Linked DNA regions of Mus musculus: all the other regions are linked to region 2. Evidence: chromatin contacts called from public Hi-C and Micro-C data. All regions are on one chromosome and are shown on one strand. The core of a region is the stretch at or near the end of the contact, and the rest is flanking DNA. Distances in the headings are between cores, read along the strand shown. Region 1 overlaps Ripor2 (RHO family interacting cell polarization regulator 2). Region 2 has its middle 73 kb from the start of Ripor2. Region 3 overlaps Ripor2 (RHO family interacting cell polarization regulator 2).

Region 1 (2,700 bases), core at 134-2,633, 92 kb after region 2:
ATTTACATCACAGACTCCCCGGTCCAACCTCTGTCAACTCAGTACCTCACAGATGCCTTGTAACACTGGCTCCAAGGGATCCGATGTCCTCTGCAGACTTTTATGGGCACCTACAAATGTGTGAATATACATTCACACAGGTAAATCATACAATAAATCTCCAAAAAAAAAAAAAAAAAGGACAATAATGAGGTTGCAAGGGGAACCTGTTGTGGGGTGGCTGGTGCATTTGGGGAGAGGAGGTGTGTACAATCATAATACATTTGTATACATATATAAAATTCTCTAAGAATAAATACATAACATAACATAACATAACATAGAGGACATGAAAAAATATGGCCACAAAAAATTAGTGGGTCCTACAAAAAAAAAAAAAAACACTATCAGTTTGATTTTATACACCTACTCTAAGAAGATTTTAATTACCTGTCCATTCTCTAACATGAATGCAGCATATAGCTTTATGTATAAGAACTCAGACTCATTTTCTACCTGACTCTTGTCCCATTAAAGAATGTCGGCGTTTGTCAAGCTTACAATATGCAAAAGCAATCCCTAGCACACTGCTGGGCATGGTCTCCCAGAACCCAACCGCTGTTTCTACCTAATGTCTCAAAGATGGAGCTCAGTTCTGTTGAGAACAATAAAACACAGGCACTCGTTTAAAAAAAAAAAAAAGTGACAATTTTAGAAAAGCCAAATCGGACGGAAGAGAACCTGTCAGTATCATTTTGAGGTTGTTATAAAGAAACCACGACTAAGGGAGTGGCCAGGCCCTAGGGATGATCGGTCCGGTCCGAGTGCAGAGTCTCTGGGAGGAGCTCACTTTCTTCCACACCACAGCGATGTTTTTTCAATCTGATGATCAAAAAGGGGAGGGGGCATGGTGGGTGTGTTTTTCTCTCAGCAGGATCAGCCAAGCTGTCTCCAAAACCATGTTCCCAAGACACATTCCCCTTTTGATACTCACGGTTTAAAAAAAGGTGGAGGGAGGAGGGAGGAGGAGGGGGGCAAAATTACTTATTATTACAAACAGCCTGAGCCTCCTTTAAGCGCAAAACGCTCTTGCCTTCTAACCCACTTTGATGTGTAGTGTGTGCTCTGAAGTCCTGTGCGTGTTCTAGGCTTTGCATTTTAAAATGAGTAATGCCAACATTAGTCAAAATCAACCCAACCCCTCTAGAGATTTAAGTGGGTTTTGTGTCCTAAATCATTTCTCGTCTAATTATCCTGAGGCCAGCTGCTACTCCCTGCATTTATTTAATCCACCAGAACGGAAGAAGGAGCAGAATTGTCATTTTCCCCAGGGCTGAAGCACGGCCAATTATCTAGAAGTTCGTACAATTGACTAGCCCGATGAATAGATGGGCTGTTAACGTTTCTTCTTTACTCTTCACATGACTCAGGCAGGCACTTAAAATAGCATCCACATACTGTACTGTGCTGTCACCTTTGGGGAGGGGACTTAGGAGAGAGACTGGGGGCAGCACAGTACTTCCTCACTGTGTGTTTTCTCAGCTATCAAATGATTGAGGCTTATAATTCGCATGCTCTGGGCATCATCCTGAGTGAGGTAACACATTCACAAAGAAACTCACACAATATGTACTCACTGATAAGTGGATATTAGCCCCAAACCTGGGATACCCAAGATATAAGATACAATTTGCTAAACACATGAAACTCAAGAAAAATGAAGACTGAAGTGTGGACACTATGCCCCTCCTTAGAATGGGGAACAAAACACCCATGGAAGGAGTTACAGAGACAAAGTTTGGAGCTGAGATGAAAGGATGGACCATGTAGAGACTGCCATATCCAGGGATCCACCCCATAATCAGCATCCAAACGCTGACACCATTGCATACACTAGCAAGATTTTATTGAAAGGTCCCAGATGTAGCTGTCTCTTGTGAGACTATGCCGGGGCCTGGCAAACACAGAAGTGGATGCTCACAATCAGCTAATGGATGGATCACAGGGCTCCCAATGGAGGAGCTAGAGAAAGTAGCCAAGGAGCTAAAGGGATCTGCAACCCTATAGGTGGAACAACATTATGAACTAACCAGTACCCCGGAGCTCTTGACTCTAGCTGCATATGTATCAAAAGATGGCCTGGTCGGCCATCACTGGAAAGAGAGGCCCATTGGACTTGCAGACTTTATATGCCCCAGTACAGGGGAACGCCAGGGCCAAGAGGGGGGAGTGGGTGGGTAGGGAAGGGGGGGTGGGTGGGTATGGGGGACTTTTGGTATAGCATTGGAAATGTAAATGAGCTAAATACCTAATAAAAAATGGAAAAAAAACAGATAAAAAATAATAATTCGCATGCTCCGTTTGATTGATGAAACTCAAGTGTGTCTTCAAGCTGCAATTCTAGGTAATGGGAAAGACCATTGCCCCACACTAGGCTATGCTTTTCTCCTTGAAGCAACCTTGATAACTTAGGACAAGAAAGAGTAGGGCTTACAGAAGTAAACTGAGTGGAATGCTTCAACCTGGCCCCAAAGCCAAGCTTTTGTTTGTCTGTGGATTTCTGATTTATTTCTTGGGTCTTGCCCTGTACTGACTATCTTAGAAGCCTTAAAAGACAGCTAGTAACCCTCAAAAAAGATGTGGCTTGGTTAAAGACATAAGACATTTGGAAAAATAATGGTGAAGGGAATCTCTAAAGATGCTAAGTTATGGCTGGGCTGC
Region 2 (2,700 bases), core at 15-2,514:
CTCTGCCTCTGGAGTGCTGGGATTTCAGCAGGCTGCTGCAGCTGCCAAGCTTCTCACTTGGATGCTGGACATCCAAGTTCCAGCCCTCAAGAGGCCAGCACTTTATCTACTGAGCCATCTCTCCAGCACCTACAGAGGGCTTAACAAGTAGGGGACGCCTTATTCAAAGGTAGTTCTCTCTCCCCCTCCCTCCCTCCCTCCCTCCCCCTCCTTCTGTGTGTGTGTGTGTGTGTGTGTGTGTGTGTGTGTGTGTGTGTGTGTGTGTGTGTGTGTGTGTGTGAAAGAGAGAGAGAGAGAGAGAGAGAGAGAATAGATGGATGGACAGAAAGAGAAACACAGAAAGAGAGAGATTTCACTACTGAAATTCTCTTTCCATCTTTTTAGATTTTACTGAGCTACAGTTGATTATTTAGGAAGACATATTATGCGCATATACTTTGGAATTTGACTCCCAGGGTCCTGTGTGGCAGACATAGCTCCCTGGCTAACTGCAACACTAGTGGGACCAGATCCTCCTCAAGCAGTAGTAAGCATGTAGGCAGAGTAGACGGGAACCCCTCCCTCCGTGCGTCTCCCTGGCATCTGGACGCAGCAAGTGCCCACTGCTCGCCGCCACCACTCGATAATTCCTTTTGCTCCAGTAGACAGCAGAGCTCAAAGAATCTGGGTCCTGGAAGGAACAGCAACACACAAACCCATAACCTTTTATTTTTCTCTGTACAAAGCCAGACTTCAGGGCATTTTGTCTTAATTTTGTAAATGTTATTAAGTAGTGCATGAATTTTTTCATGAGTATATTTTCCTTTTATTACCAAAAAAACAAATCTTTTTTGGAAGTTAGAAACTGCTAAAGCCCTCTTAATCTTGGAAAGGGAGACATTGAGCCAAAGGCCTGGGCTGGGGCTCTTTTCACCATGTCCTGCATTCCATGGTGGAGGCTGAACCACAGGCTGGAGACAACTGTCCCGCTCCCTGCTCCAGGAATGTTGAGCGGCAAAGGAATCCCCTTCCATGCTTGGGCTTGAGCTACGAGGGAAAAAGTTCCATTTGCTGAACATTTACTGAGTGCCAGAAATGCCTCTAAGCCTCTTACAAATTCCATCTCATTGAATGATTCCAACAAGCCAATGAAGTGGCTGCTTCTGCATTCTATAGTTTACATATTACAAATCTGTGGCACAGAGCTCAAGTGACTTACCCAGGGTTGCACGATTAGTGAGCTGGATTAGTGGTGGGGGTTGGACCCTAGGCAATATGACTCAGTGTCTATGGTATTATCACAAAGTCCAAACATTCCAGAGTGTGTGACACAAAGCAAAACCGGGCAGGCCAGGGACATAGCCCAGTCGCTCTGGATGGATATGCTTCACTCCACAACCACTGCAGGGACAGTGAGGATCCAGCTAGGGTGTCTGCGGACAACAGCAGCAGAGTGACAGCCTTTCTCTGCGTTTGGTTTTATTCTTATCTATTTCCTTCCTAAAGGCAGAGGGTGTGCAGGGTAAGCAAGCATCTATGTGGGCTTTTGTGGTAGACTCCATTGTGGCTCCACTGGCAGGGAAGCTGGGAAAAATATTTGTTTGGCTGATAAGTGCTTTCTGCTTTCTCAGAAGCCACTGGGCCCCCAGGATTCAGAGAGCAGCCATTGAGAGCCTTATCCCAAGATAAAATTCTTTATAACCTTCTTGGGACGTGTCCAAATCCTACGCCCTTTTGTTCAAACAGAGCAGAGCTAAGTCAGTGCAACTCAGAGAAAAGAATTCCAACTATTTGGGAGTCAGCCCTGGTTTTGTATCTCATAGGGAGGTGGGGAAAGTTATTCCACAGGGAAGGGAAGTGGAGCTATCTGCGATAGAAGCCTGGAACAGTGAATGAATGAGGCCATTCAGAGGCCCTGGGAAAGGCTGTATGCCTGCTCTCCACACCTCTGGGCCTGGCCTCTCTCTCCCACACTGGTTGGCCCAGTGATATGCACTCTGGTGTGATTTGAAGTCAGGAGGTAGGCTAAAGTATGGAAGGAAGTGTCAGGGCAGAGGCACTGTAATGGGTCACACCTGAAATCCCAGCATATCAGAAGCTAAGGCAAGATTGTTGTGAGTTTAAGTCTAACCTATATTACATAGTCAGTACTAAGCTAGCCTGGGCTACTGAGTGAGACCCTATTTCAAGACACCATGGACTGGAAAGATGGTTTTGTCAATAAAGATGTCTGCCACCAAGTCTAATGACCTGAGTTCCATTATAGGGGACTTGCATGGTACTAGAATAGAAATGACTCTGGAAAATTGCCCTCTGATCTCTATACATGTGCCCATTCCCACAATTCATGCATACATACATACATACGTACGTAAATGTAACTTTAAAATATTAAATACAGAATTTAAAGGTACATCCATAGCATCCAGGGACTCTTGTGACCAGCTCTTAGTCCTGCTTGTACCCCTGTGTGGCAGGTGCTCTCTGTGCTCCAACAGACTTGACTCAGGTTGTGTTCCTACCACTCCTTGTTAGGCTGTACCTCATAGGTGTGAAGAGCTGATTATTTTCCTAAGTCATAACCAATAGTCACATTTTGGACATGGCAAGAGGAGAAGGGAGGGAAGACAACCACAGGCTTCGATAGACCCTTATTTTCACACACCAGGGAGGTATATAATGCTATTTTTTAAAAATCGATTTATGGGCTAATGAGGTGAT
Region 3 (2,700 bases), core at 68-2,567, 120 kb after region 2:
AAATAAATAAATAAATAAATCTTTAAAAAAGAAAAAGAGACAGAGAGAGAAGGAAAGAAAGGCAAGAAGGAGAGAAGGAAGGAAAGAAGAGGAAGGAAGGAAGAGGAACAGAGGGACAGACAGAAAGAAGAAAAGAAAAAATAAAAAATGTTAAGTGAAGGTTCCCACTGAGGAAAGGATGGGGGGGGGGGGTGCAGAGAGCGTCCTGAATAACCTCTGGCTAGAACAACTAAACTGAAAGTCCCTCCTGAAGGCGGGGATGCTGCCCAAAGCTGTCGGGGGGGGGGGGGGGTGCTGTGATCTCTGTGCTCTGTAAAAGTGCTGTGGGGAGCTGTTGAGGCCAGATTCCAAAAACCTGTAAGGACCCAGCTGGATTCAGGACCCCAAATCAGAAAAGAAGCTAAGAACTGCGTGTCTTACAGAAAACTGCTTTTCTTCCCAACGATGACCTCATTCAAATGAGTTCCAGGAGGACACATGTCCAGAGGTCAGTGCTAGCTGGTCACCATGGCCTTTAGGATGAACTGGGAAACCTGCCCAGGAAGCAGGAAGGCCAGTACTAAGACACAGTCCGAGGTACACTCTTAGGAAGGTCATGGCAAAACTGGGAAACAATGGAGTACTTCTATGACCAGAACCGTGTCTGAGCAAAGGCAGCCAGTGGCACGGGGAGCCAGGTGAGCAGCTGTGTGGCTGTAGGTAGCTGGGAGGCTCTATAGCTGTGTAGCTGTAGATAGCTATGAGGTTGTATCTGCAACCTTTCTCCACTGTGATAAATTCTCTGAAAGAAACAACTTAAGAGGAAAACGATCCGTGGCGGCTTAAGATTTGGAGGAGTTTAGTCCACTATGGGAAGGGGAGCTATGGTAGTCGGAGAGGCCGGCAGCTGAGGCAGGGGTTAGAGTGGATCAGGAAGCCAGACACAGGCTGGAAGCAAAGCAGAGTTATAAACCTCAAGAACACACTCTCCAGTGTCTGATTCCTCCAGCTAGGCCCTAACTCTTAAAGACTCCATAACCTCCCACAACAGAGCTACCCAGCTGGTGGCCAAATGTTCAACCATGAGCGGGGGCATCATTTATCCACAGTCACACTGGGGGCAGCACCCTGTCCTCCATTCAGGCTGTGGAAGAGCTGTTGGATCATTAACACAGGAGCAAGGTAAAAGATCAAAAGAGACCCACCTGAGGGAACCCAGGGATGATTTCTGAGTGGCCATCATGAAAACCTAGCTGATACAACAGTTACCACCAAGCAGCTGAGAAAACACTGGGCTTTTCGCAGCTGTAGAAATGCCAGCAGGGCCTTGGGCCAGAATTTGCAGAACCTAGCCAGGCCCCAAAGTCCACGATAGCTGGTGCTCCAGCAGAAGTGCTCCCCCCGCCTGGGGAGCTTCGGCTGGAACTGGCTCCTCCTACCTGCTGCCATTCTGCTGTTATCACTGTCACCAGAGGCTGGAGATGCCTTATAAGGAATGTCAATAAGGTGTGTTCATTCCATGGACAGTGAGACCCAAAACTCATCACGACCCCAGCCCTCCTCCTCCCGTGATAAGAAATTTCTGGTGATTTTGAGAAGGGAGATCGTCAAAGAGTCCCCCCACCCTTCTCAACGTATCCATCATGGTACATAGTCAGCTTCCCTGAAGCGGGGTCCCTATTGTCACCTCAACATGTAACCAGCTAGTGGATTAACCAGGAGCTGATAATTTGTAGGTATTCAAAGGGTAAATAGGGTTTTCTTAGAATTAGCACATTGGGCTTCAGATTCATAAAAGCCAGCCAGCAGTGCTTTCTTTCCGATGTGTTTTTGTGGAGGTGGGGGAAAAAAGCCTAAATGCTCCAGAATTATTCATGAAAATCGCTTCCTCCAATCCTGCTTTTATTACAGTGGGTCCTCCTAAGTGGCTCATTAGCTTCTAATTGTTAGCGAGAGCTGCTCCTAAATGCATGGGCTCGCCAACTAAAAGGCATGCCAAGTTGGTGAGCTGCTGCCATCTAGTGTCGAAAGATGGTAAGAGGTGAGCCCATTTTGAAGCTTCCCTGGATTCGTCTTATTCATCACCATGCCCATGGGTCAATGGGAAGCAGATTTGTCCATTTGAGATAAATTGAGCCATTCACTGAAGGTAAAACACACAGTGTGACATCATCCTTGTTATGTCTACGTGAGTAAAATCTTGTTTGCTAGAAACACAACCCAGGGCAGGGAAGACAGCATAAAGCGAGCAAAAGGATATGGGTTTGGATCTGCAGAGCCCACATAAAAAGCTGGGCATCGGGTCATGTGATTATAATCCCAACTTGGCCTCTGATGGAAAAGGGACTTGAGATGGGTAGTAGGTCCCTGTGCTTTCTGGCCAGCCAATCTAACCAAACAGCAACCTCCAGGTTCAGTAAGAGATCCCATCTCAAAAAGGAAAAAAAAAAAAAAAAAAAAAAAAAAAGGGTCTATGAAGCATCCGCAAACATAGGCATACATATGCCTGTGTATACATGCACAAGCACGTACAAGCACAGGAGAAACTTGCCCCAGGACTCAAAGGTTAGAAATAGAAAACGTCTGTGCTGATTTTTTCACTGCAATTATGTCATAGTTTTTTTTTTTTAGTGAGAAATTCTAAAATGTAAATTAATATTTTCACCCTCACACAGTGGGCTTTTGGTAAATATCAATAGGAAGGTGGAAAGGGTAATGGAA

What was found. Hi-C and Micro-C count contacts between places; a contact is called where the count stands out from the background.
Region 1: a Micro-C map of muscle stem cells shows a contact between it and region 2, with 5 times the contacts expected there. The contact joins two enhancer-like sites. A contact is called at or near these places in 5 of 484 Hi-C or Micro-C datasets (the MC3T3-E1 cell line, muscle stem cells, nephron progenitors and 1 more) and 7 of 115 datasets of contacts at active chromatin or transcription factors (CD8 T cells, bone marrow-derived dendritic cells, embryonic fibroblasts and 4 more).
Region 3: a Hi-C map of uterus shows a contact between it and region 2, with 2.1 times the contacts expected there. The contact joins two enhancer-like sites. A contact is called at or near these places in 1 of 15 datasets of contacts at CTCF or cohesin (large pre-B cells), 16 of 484 Hi-C or Micro-C datasets (the C2C12 cell line, the Patski cell line, bone marrow-derived macrophages and 10 more), 4 of 115 datasets of contacts at active chromatin or transcription factors (double positive thymocytes, extraembryonic endoderm stem cells, neural progenitor cells and 1 more) and 4 of 9 other capture datasets (adipose tissue, embryonic stem cells, liver and 1 more).

The regions. Positions count from the first base shown.
Region 1 is chr13:24,655,993-24,658,692 of GRCm38.p6, forward strand. All of the region lies in intron 1 of Ripor2 (RHO family interacting cell polarization regulator 2), which reads left to right. Among named protein-coding and RNA genes, the nearest start is that of Ripor2, 19 kb to the left of the region's middle. Within about 2 kb of position 1,384, at least 37 of the 459 cell types and tissues checked have an H3K27ac peak or open chromatin away from gene starts, as enhancers often do. A contact at or near this core is called in embryonic fibroblasts and muscle stem cells, where this site is marked.
Region 2 is chr13:24,564,322-24,567,021 of GRCm38.p6, forward strand. It overlaps a transcript of Ripor2 not described here. Among named protein-coding and RNA genes, the nearest start is that of Ripor2, 73 kb to the right of the region's middle. Within about 2 kb of position 1,265, at least 158 of the 459 cell types and tissues checked have an H3K27ac peak or open chromatin away from gene starts, as enhancers often do. A contact at or near this core is called in embryonic fibroblasts, liver, muscle stem cells and 1 more, where this site is marked.
Region 3 is chr13:24,685,519-24,688,218 of GRCm38.p6, forward strand. The region is part of intron 8 of Ripor2 (RHO family interacting cell polarization regulator 2); the gene reads left to right. Among named protein-coding and RNA genes, the nearest start is that of Ripor2, 48 kb to the left of the region's middle. Within about 2 kb of position 1,318, at least 37 of the 459 cell types and tissues checked have an H3K27ac peak or open chromatin away from gene starts, as enhancers often do. A contact at or near this core is called in liver and uterus, where this site is marked.